Regions from separate parts of the Rattus norvegicus genome. Here region 2 is linked to region 1. Evidence: chromatin contacts called from public Hi-C data. All regions are on one chromosome and are shown on one strand. The core of a region is the stretch at or near the end of the contact, and the rest is flanking DNA. Distances in the headings are between cores, read along the strand shown. Region 1 overlaps Sertad2 (SERTA domain containing 2). Region 2 overlaps Aftph (aftiphilin).

Evidence for each region. A called contact is a pair of places that touch in the nucleus more often than the background predicts.
Region 2: a Hi-C map of Schwann cells shows a contact between it and region 1, with 4 times the contacts expected there. The contact joins two enhancer-like sites. A contact is called at or near these places in 4 of 12 Hi-C or Micro-C datasets (the A7r5 cell line, Schwann cells and kidney).

Annotation. Positions count from the first base shown.
Region 1 is chr14:99,024,164-99,029,133 of GRCr8, forward strand. The region is part of intron 1 of Sertad2 (SERTA domain containing 2); the gene reads left to right. Among named protein-coding and RNA genes, the nearest start is that of Sertad2, 56 kb to the left of the region's middle. Within about 2 kb of position 1,903, at least 34 of the 93 cell types and tissues checked have an H3K27ac peak or open chromatin away from gene starts, as enhancers often do. A contact at or near this core is called in Schwann cells, where this site is marked.
Region 2 is chr14:99,067,391-99,072,867 of GRCr8, forward strand. Aftph (aftiphilin) reads right to left here. Exons shown (of 9, transcript NM_001305127.1): 9 at 5,371-5,477. Among named protein-coding and RNA genes, the nearest start is that of Aftph, 57 kb to the right of the region's middle. Within about 2 kb of position 3,406, at least 2 of the 93 cell types and tissues checked have an H3K27ac peak or open chromatin away from gene starts, as enhancers often do. A contact at or near this core is called in Schwann cells, where this site is marked.

The DNA of each region.
Region 1 (4,970 bases), core at 653-3,152:
GGGAATGGGAGGTGCAAAGTTAGATGAGCTTCCCTGGCAGGCGGTCCCCTGGGGAAAAGTCAAAGTTGAAGATTCCTTAGTGCTAATGAGACCTTAGACTCAGGGTGCTGAAGACCTACCCTGGACACCAAATGATTACAAAGCAGCTTCCTAATGCAAAGTTACAATATGTATGCTTCCAATTACTGGTTTGCAAATGGAGGGAAGACGACTAGTTCATCTGGTAGAAGCATCATTACTGAACAGACATCACATAACCTGAGCTAGTAATCTGACTAGGGAGAATCCCTGCTGTTTGACGGTAACTCGCTTCAGGGTATCCCGAGGTGGAAACTGCATTACATTTTCCAGTTAGATGGCTTCTGCTCTGTGTTCCTGATGAGGGATGTTCTACATAAGTACCTGAAGCATTGTTCAGTGTGGGAGTAGTCTACTGTTGTGAAGATGCAGTAGGGCTATGGGAAAAGTCTTCCTTGTAAATGTGGAAGGCTGGATGTGTGCTTGGAAGTCAGCCTCACAACCCCACTGGAGATCTGAACTGTTGGCACCTCTGAGTCCACATTTTGTGACTTGGATTCCTGGTTGATCGTGTGTGTGTGTGTGTGTGTGTGTGTGTGTGTGTGTGTGTGTGTGTGTGTACACGTGTGTGTGTGTGTGTGTGTGTACTCCAGTAATCCTCCAGGGATCCTAACTGTGGTTTTTGAGCACTGATGTTACTTAGGTACAAGCAGTGAAAGGTTGTACCATAGCATAGCATAGTTTAGTTTGGATTTGGGAAGGCTTCTAGCATTCAGCATTGCCGTGTGAACCCCTGAGTGGGAGATGGACTTTGGAAATGTAAATGCTTTGAGAACTCTGTAGGTAGGAACTGACTTGGAGTTGGAAGATGCCTTGCTGCTCTGTGGCACCCCCTTGTGGTAGATGTGGTGCAATCTTTCAGCGCTTATAGGATTTCAATTTGCATTGGGCATGCTTGTTTACATAAAACACTCATTCATCTGTACAAATATGCTTATAGGGTTAGTGTAATTCTCATGTGAGAAATTTGCTGTGTGAAAGCGGGGCAAAAAAAAAGAAATTTGCTGTTCTTATTTGATTTTTTTTTTTTTAATATATGGGGATGTGTTGTTTAACTTTTATGGAAAATTCCAGACAGACTCAGAAGTCAAAGTACAGTGCAGTGCCCTGTGCTCGTCACTGAGCTTTAGAGGAGCCACCATTCTGTTGACTGTTCCGTCTACATTGCCATGCTGGTGTTGTTTCTGAGTATTTTCTAGCCAGACTGAGGCCTCAGATCATGTTGTATCTGTGAAACTGTAAGTTCAGACCTCACCTTGGGCCAGAATCCTGGGGTGAAATCGAGGACTTGTTAGCCAGTCCATCATCATCCTTAGAAGATGACTGCTATCCCCAATTCATTAGGGTTGGCATTGCAACCTAAGATTTCCAGGGGACAGAAAACCAGTGAGTTGGGGTATTAGAAACACTGCTGACTTGTTTTAAAAGCTGTTTTTGTTTTCCAGATTTTTACTATCAAGACATACTTTATTCTTCCCTATCTTCTTCTTTATTCTAAAGAAATATTCATTTCTAGAATTTGACTCTGGTTTACTCAGTGTAATTGGTTGTCACCTGTTACAATTCCATTTGTTCTCATGTGAACCGATTATATTTGATAAACCAACATTAGAAATCGTATCCAGCTTAGCTGATAGTAAATCCTAAGAGGATAAAGTGTGTTAAAATGTAGACATTAGAAACAATCCCACATGGTAAAGTTGTGTAAATGTGCACGGTGGCTGGTGTCTTGGCCACTTCAACTTGTATCTCAGCCTATGGTGGCCCTCTGGAGGGCTGGGAGTTTGTGCTGGCTGGGTAGGCAGGGCTGGCCTGCGGGACTGCGGGCCTGGCTGAGTGGAGCCGAGGGTGGGTGTCGGGTTACAGCAGCCTGAGCGAGCACAGGGACTGCCTGATCTAGCGAGTGGCTTTATAATTACTGTGCTGATTTGTTAGGGAGGCTTTGTCTTACTTACCAATTAGCATGGATGTTACTGCAGAGACCTCTGAAACCCTGGGTAGGCTTTAGTTTAAAAATAAGATCTTGTGGATCCCAACGGCATCACAGTTGTCACTAGCATAGGTGGAAAGGGGTAAGAGTGCAGTTGTCTTTCCCTGTCTGTAAGTGGTAGAGCTTCTTGCCCTGTTGGACTGTTGTTCCCCTGGCCAGGGGCTGTCACTGGCGTCTGAAGATTGTCTGATGCCATTTCCCCTCATCATGTACTCTCCTGCCTGGCTGCAGCCAAGGGCCTGGAGGCTGCTGTTTCTTGTGGCTTCTCTTATGATTGTGCCAGTGTCCCTGACCACTACTTCCCTAGCTCTTTCTGCTCTGGCTCTTTGTGAGCCTCGGAGGGAAGCTGGGTGTTAAAAGCTTAGCTATGAGCAGGTTTCCCAGTGTGTTGTGTTCCAATGGGTGAGCGTGCATGCCTGCGTGCGTGCAAGTGTGGAAAGCTGTCTAAGCCAGTACGGTTTCCCATTGACGCAGGATGGGGTTTGTCCTCGCTGCCGCCGTGCTGCAGGGGAGACCAGGCTCTAGGAGAACAAAAGCTCACCTCAAAGGCAGGATACCAAAGGTGAGCAAAGATAAGGATTTGAGGAAATTCCATTTCAGAAATTGTCTCTGCACAGTTTCTAGCCCCATTTTAGCCACTACTGGGGGTGCCCCTAGGAAGGGGGTCTCAGTCTCATTAATAGAATGTGAGAAAGAGTTCAGCAAAGCTTGGGGACACTTACTAGAGTTTAAAAGAAACCCCCCTGGGTGGAGAAGCTGTAAATGTTGGCAGCTACCCACAGGAGGGAAAGGAGAGACACACCGAGAGCAAGGAGCCATGAGGCAGGGAGGAAGGCTTTAGAAAGAATGAGGAAGCCCAGAGTATCAGACAAGAGCATCCTTAGGTTCTGACCAGAGTCTGAGAGACAAAAGAGGAAGAAAGCCTTTGTGACTTGGGCCTCAGAAATGGCGGCAGACCCAGTGACCTCATGGTGGCCAAGATGGACTAGGCTGGGGGGAGGGGTGACAAAGAAGAATACAGTATCATCATTAAAAGAAAAATATTCTTCTACCATCTCTTTGGCTATTTGTTTGAGACAAGATCTCACCATGTAGGTGACCAGTTAGGAACTCCCTATGTAGCCCAGGCTGGCCTTGAACTCAAAGAGATTTGCCTGCCTAGTGCTAGGATTAAAAGTGTGAGCTGACCTTCCTAGAGGTGGTCCCTGGACTGGGAGATTGGCTAGGCACGGCTGGGATAATAGGTCTCTATTCAGCTGGAGGCTATACTCACTTGCCAGAAGGAATTTTCCCTTATTGGGTCTTTACTGCCACTCCCTGTCTGTCTCTGAGGCTGAATTCTACCACACAGTTGATTTAGTTAGGAACATGCTTTCCCCTGCCACTCAGTTGAGGGAATCTGTTCCAAGTCAAGAGCCTACGGCTCTGGCAGCCCCAGATGCACATGAGAAATCTCTGATGTTCTCTTGGGAGCCTTCTCTTCCCTCTTGGCTCCTTTTTTCTTCAAAAGTAGTAAATTGGAGTGGGGTGGGTGGAGAGATGACTCAGAGGTTAACATTGGCTACTCTCCCAAAGGACCTGGGTTCAGTTCCCAGCACCCACATACTGTCTTACAACCATCCACACACAATACTAGTTCCAAGGGATCTGATAATAAAAAGTAGCAAATTGGTGTAGAGGCAATGGCAGGGTCAGCATTGCCCTCAAAGATCGGTTTGGCACTGACTTTTGAAAAATCCAGTGTTGGAGCTGGAGAGATGGTTCTGGGACTAAAAGCTCTAGTTTTCTTCCAAGGGGCCCTGGTTTGGTTCTTAGCATCCACATGGCAGCTCAGAGCTGAAAACTCCGATTCCAGGAGCTCTGACACCTGTTTTAGTTTCTTTGGGTACCAGATGAGCAAGTGGTTCACAGGCAAAACACTCATATGCAAAAATTAAAATTAAATGGATATGAGATTTGTTATCTCTTGTCCAAAGAAGACACCTGTACAAGATATCGTTTCCTTTCCTTGAAATTGGTACTCAGTTGTCAATTTTGACCCTGTCTGAGTAAGAAGTAAAGGAACTTTGTGTGCTTCTTCTGTCAGGTATAATGACCATTGTTTGGGATGAACTGGGTTAAAATGGACTTGACAGCTCTTTTTGAGGGGCACAGAGTCTGCAGTCTTCATGGGCAAGAGAAGGCTCCCATCCTGCCGTCCATCCTGGGCTGTGCTAAGCCTGCAGTAAAAGCAGTGGTTTTTGGTGATGGTGGTAGGATAACAGAAATGGTTGCTTGTAAAAGAAGATTTTTCTATTTGTCTCAAGAAGATTATTGGTGTTTAATTTTGACTGTCCATATAACACTAAAGTACAGTGATTTAAAAAAAATGAAAGGAAGATATCGGTTTTTTTAATAGCTGGAAAAGAATTATAGGTAACTTTTAAATTCTCACTACGTGGGGAGGGGACTCTAAATGCCTTATAAATAAAGACATTGTTTAAGTTGTGCATGGGTCCAACTTATAATAATCTTCAGACCCTGGGCATGAGGCATTCCAGCTAGTCACTAAGGGTTGCAAGATTCAACTTGAGACCACACAGCTCCTATGACCGGACGCTGAGCCTTGTCTCTCAAGCTAAGCCTGAGCTGACTTAGACTATGTGTGCACCGTGGCTAGTAGGTAGGAGTCGACCGGCGAGGTCAGATGGTGCTGACTTGTACTTCGAGCTGCTTTTCACAGTGGAGGTGGTAGAATCCTCAAGGCCAAGTTTTCAAGACCAACCTGGACAGCATAGTAGATGCCATCTCTTAAAGCAGGAGATAGAAGATCACATGTCAGTTGCCATCATAAAGTGCTACTCATTGAGGGTTTTTTTGCCCTCCACACTTAGAAACAAAAAAACGAGAGGCCTTCATTGTC
Region 2 (5,477 bases), core at 2,156-4,655, 45 kb after region 1:
TTGAATTTGTAGGTTGGGTGATTTCAGACAGAGCTTGAGATCAGGTTTCCGTTACTTGCACACAGACAAAATAGTTCTAGAAAGATCACTGCTGCTTCCCTGACTGCCTGTGTGTTCAGTGTCATGTGGAGTCCAGGGGACAGACTTGAGCCAGACAGAACCCCATCCTCAAGCAGCAAAGAGAACAGCACAGGCTGTTGGGGAGGTGAGGTGGCTGGACCCTCATTCCTCTGACTGTGATTGTCAGGCTCTCTGGTCGTCCGTCTGGGAAAGCAGGACTCCCCTTTCTGGCTTGGTGGCCTTGGGAGAAGTCATAGAATGTTCCCAGTCTTGGGGTCTTCACCAGCAAATACACTAAGAGCCTCTTGGTGCCATCACAAGGACAGGGACTTCCTATCACTAGTCTTGCATTGGTCGGTTTGGGCCTCCTGTGACAGGTACTGAACAGAAACACCCTAAGGGAAGAAACATTGTTTTGGTCCAGGGTCCCAGAGGATTAGGGTTCAGTATGTAGGGAAGATGTGGTTCTCGTTGCTGTGGGAGTGTGTGCTAAGGGCCATTTAAGTCACTGTGGGTCAGGAAGCAGAGAGGGAGAAGATCGGGGTATAATGTGTGAAGGCCCATTCTCAGTGACCTACTGCCCTACTTACACTTCCCAGAGTTTCCAGACCTGCCAAGTTAGCCCTGCACTTCTCAAATAGGAGCTGGGGTGTAGTGTGGTCTATTTCAGTTTCAAACCACGACAGTCTTTAACTAATGTGACTCTCTTTTATTTTAAGTGTTATGTGGTCAGAGCGTTTACAAAGAATCCTAGGATGCTGGAGGGCCAGCTCTGTCCAGTGTGGGTGGCAGAGAGGTTTCTAGAGGAGCTGTTTTCCTGGGGCTGGTTTCAGTCAGCTGCTGGGAGATTTGGTAGCTCACAGAGAGACCACCTTGTGGAGAAGAGGCAGAGCCCATGTCTACCTGGTAAGGTTAACTTTTGTTCAGGGGGCTTCAAGAAGGACTTGCTATAGGAAAAGAACATTCTTTTTTTCTTTCTTTCTTTTTTTTTTTTTTTTTTTTTTTTTTTTTTCGGAGCTGGGGACCGAACCCAGGGCCTTGCGCTTGCTAGGCAAGCGCTCTACCGCTGAGCTAAATCCCCAACCTCAAGAAAAGAACATTCTCTTAGCATAGTGGATACAGTTTGATTGGGAGGCTGAATGGTAGTCAGATTACATAAGTGAGCCTGGAGGGAGGAAGCAGCTGTGTAAGAAGTGGAATCGACAGGAGTCTAGACCCACAGGATGAAGATGAGGCAGGGGACTGGACAAGAATGAGCATGGAAAACACGAATTGAGAGGGGGCCTAGCAAGAAAGGTGCATGGGGCATGTGAGGAGTCATACACGGTGCATGGGACCTAAAGCAAGAGTCCTGGTCCTCCAGTGTAGCTGGCCAATGGCAGAAGAGACCCGCAGCCCAAGGCGGTGCAAAGGGTGGGCTCCGCCCAGAACGCTGGGGCTGGCTCCTCCTCCTTCCTTCTCTCATTTGATATTCGAATCAGGATCTCAGTGTGTAGTCCGGGTTGGTCTCAAACTTGGCATCTTTTTCCCTCTGCCTTTTGAGTGCTGGAATTGCAGGCGTGCGCACCTGTCTGATCTTTCCCTCGAGGGACCTAGGGAGGAGATAGACGGGAATTAAAGATTAGAGTAACCAGCAGCCCCATTCTGGCTGGGGTGGCTGCGGGATGGGGGCAGTTGGTCTCCGTATTCTCACTCCTTGGCCCTTCTGGTCTTCGGTGATCCATGTCCCTGACCCTCAGAGATGGTGACGGGAGAGGACCATGGGGCCCCATCGAGGGATGTGAGCGTCTAAGGGCATAGTTCATGTTGTCATTTGGAGTTTCAAGGTAACTGAAATCTACCATACATTGTAAGGGTGGCTTTAGTTCTCCGGAGGGAAGGACGGCATTGAACGCACTGTTAAGGAGATAGTTATCTGTTCTCTTCTCCTGTCGTCGTCATGGTCATCCTTACTGACAGAATACTGACCCAGATGAATTATGATAAACATTGGCCAAGTGTTTACTGTGTGCCACAGGTGATGTGAATATCCCCACCCCTCATTTTATCGAATCTCTCTATAGTCCAAACCATCTTTAAACTTCTGACCCTCCTGCCCCAACTTCCTGAATTATGGGATCACAGCTGTGCACCACACCTGTGCAGACCCTTTTGTCCTGGACTTATCACCTCCTGGTGCAGGTGAATTATTATGCTGGCCCATGTGGTGTCACGAGTCCTGTAACTGGATTCGGCAGGGCTTTGCTCATTGCGATCTGTGGTCAAGATGAAGGAACATGGTGACTTTCTGTTGAGAAGCTACAGCACCAGGAGCTTGCCTGGTGCTCTGTGCAGGCATTTGTGGGGGTTCCTATTGGTCAATGTTCGATTTGGTGATCTGGACACAAAGTTTGTTCATCAGTCAATAGAGAACAAGGTGGAGGAAGGAGGGAGAGACTGCATAGGGTGGGTACAAAGACACTTTGGGGACATGGACATCTGAAGCAATGTCTAAAGTGGACACAGTGAGGTTGGGAAGGATAAATGTAAAACCTGCTTTCAGGTTTTAGAAACTCATCAATAGAAGTAGATGACAGTCTGACTCCAAGGCAGTTGGGGCGGGGGGTGTTGTTCTGCATGCGGTAAAGAGGCAGATTTGTCACCACTGGGGATAGAATTGTAGGCTATGTTAGACGTTTGAAATAGAATAAGCATGAAGCCCATGTCAGTGGTGAGGTGACACCTGGTCCAGCCTGGGGAACAGTTAAGAGGCACTCAGCCAATAGGATGGGATTCAGATAAGAACGCTGTATACAGAAGAAGACAGCATGGAAAGAAGACTGTGACAGTGACCTTCAGACAGAGGTTGGGGGTGTGCGTGGGGGGAGGATTAGGGTTATCCAACACTAGGGGACAGCTTGAAACCATAGGTTATGGCGAGACAGTGCTAGCAACAAAGCCGGGCATAGGTCCTGCCTCTGGATACAGATGTGCTCTTGCCTCAGGATATGGATGTTGCACACGTCAGTTTCCTTATTTATGCTTCAATTTCCTCGGCTATGAGCTTCAACTCCTTCTTGGCCCTTAATATTCTGCAGCAACAGAGAATTTCCTGTAACCATTCAGCCCCAGTATTAGCCTAGGCAGGACAACCCCCGGCTGCATGTGTCCCAGCTCTGATGCCTCTGGGGGGGGGGTGTTCCTGGGAGAGGTTTAGGGGAGCACTGAGCAGCTCATCTTTCAGCCCTAACAGACTCTAAAGTTACTTCTTCCTCAGTTTTCTTTTCCTTTGCTTGTGGGATCTACAAGCATACGTACTTGAGGTCAAATTCAGGACACTGTGAGTGTGAAACACGCTTGACTGAGAGCTGTTTTGACTCTATAGCCCTTTGTATTAGGGTTCTAGAATAGTAGAACATAAGAGAATGAATCTCTACATAAAGGGGATTTACTAGAATGACTTAAAGACTTCAATTGAGCTAATCCAACAATGGCTGTTTATGAATGGAAGTTCCAAGAATCTAGATGCAGCCAAGTTGACAATTAAAACGGCCATCACATTCCTGTCATGAAAATTTTCATCGTGGGTGGGGAGACCATGTAACATATACCTCCCTCCTTATAAGGTCCCAATGACAAAGCAGTTTGATTGCACCAGTTCTCCCCCTTGCCTTCCAAACACTTAATGAGTTTATTAGGGATATTTATAGGGCATTGGAGGAGGGGCCAATCACAGGAGCACAAATGATCCCAAAAAGGCCGCACTGCAACGTCTCCACCCAGTATGGATGATATCTTCCCCATGGCTGCATAGATGGAGCCCAATTCACCTCATCCTCCTCAGACTACAGCCCCAAGGCCATGTGTGGTTAGGACCAAGTTGCACACAAGTGGCTGGGTACTCAGTTGAGGGTCCCGTAACTCCCCATCCTCCACTCTGAGACTGACATAGTCAGCTCGAGCAGCTGTGATCAGTCGTAAACAGGCAGAGCTGAACTTTCGGACATAGTGGCTGGCAGGGAGGGGGGCAGATAGTGCTGTCCAGCAGCCCATTTTCTTCTATGCATGAAATACCAGAGACTTGAAGCATCTGTCACTGTAGGCCATACTTACCCAGCAACGAAGAGGCTGTCAAGTGGACACTGCAGGGTGCCACTGGCTGGCAGCCTGTCCTCTAGCAAATATGCAACTTTTTTTCTGGCAAATGTCTAAAATATAACATTCTAAAATTACCTTTGTCTTAGACTCACACGTTTTCACAGGTGTGGTTATTCTGTCTGCATGTATGCATGAGCAACTCACGTGTGCTTGGCCCTGGTACAGGTCAGAACAGGGCGTTGGATCCCTGGAACTGGAGTTTCAGACATTTGTGAGCCACCGTGTAGCTGCTGGAAACCAAACCCTGGTTCTCTTCAAGTGCCACACGTGTCCTTAACCATTGTACCATCTCTCTACCTACCTCCCAAATTACCTTTAAGGAGTTTTGTGCAAACGTTTTCTTGGAGGGGGTACTCCTATAAATTCTTTCTCAACATTCTGAAGATATGTTCTAATGAATCATGGGGATTTAAAAAATTTATTTATGTATATGAGTATGCTGTCTTCATGCACACCAGAAGAGGACATCAGATCCCATTACAGATGGTTGTGAGCCACCATGTGGTTGCTGGGGATTGAACTCGGGACCTCTGGAGGAGCAGCCAGTGCTCTCAACTGCTGAGCCACCTCCTCAGCCCAGGGGGGGTTTCTCTATGGTCTCACGTTGTCTGTGTCATAGCTGGGAAAGGCATTGACCCTGTCCGGTGTGTGTGTGACGACCTTCTGGTTGTTACCTTTCTACCTTTTTTTTAACTTTTTTTTTTCGGAGCTGGGGACCGAACCCAGGGCCTTGTGCTTGCTAGGCAAGCGCTCTACCACTGAGCCAAATCCCCAACCCCCCTTTCTACCTTTTTTGTGACAGTCTTTGTGTTACCGTGTGAACCAGGCTAGCTGGCCTGGAGCTTCTTAAATGAATTTATTTCACTTTGTGTGGTGAATGTTTTGCTTGGATGTGTGCCTGTGTAACACCAAACTTAGTCATAGACGGTTGTGAGCCACCGTGAGAGGAGAACCTGGGTCCTCTGTAAGAACAAGTGCTCTTGACCCAAGAACCATGTCTCCAGCCTCACGATTCAGTTCTTGGAGACCAGATTCTAATTCTTCCTGATTTTAACCAGGGATAAGTCCTATCAAATTACTTCATTAGAAACAAAATTTATTAATTCTGAATAAAATCTCACATTCAAATGCATCATATTTTCTCTGAGATACTAAAGTACAAAGACAAAAGGCTAAATTTCTTTTAAATTATTTTATTATTGTATAAGCTAAAAGGAAATTTACACACTGAAATCTCAAAACCCTTGGGCATGCATATTAACCCGTTAGAGGTTCTTCTA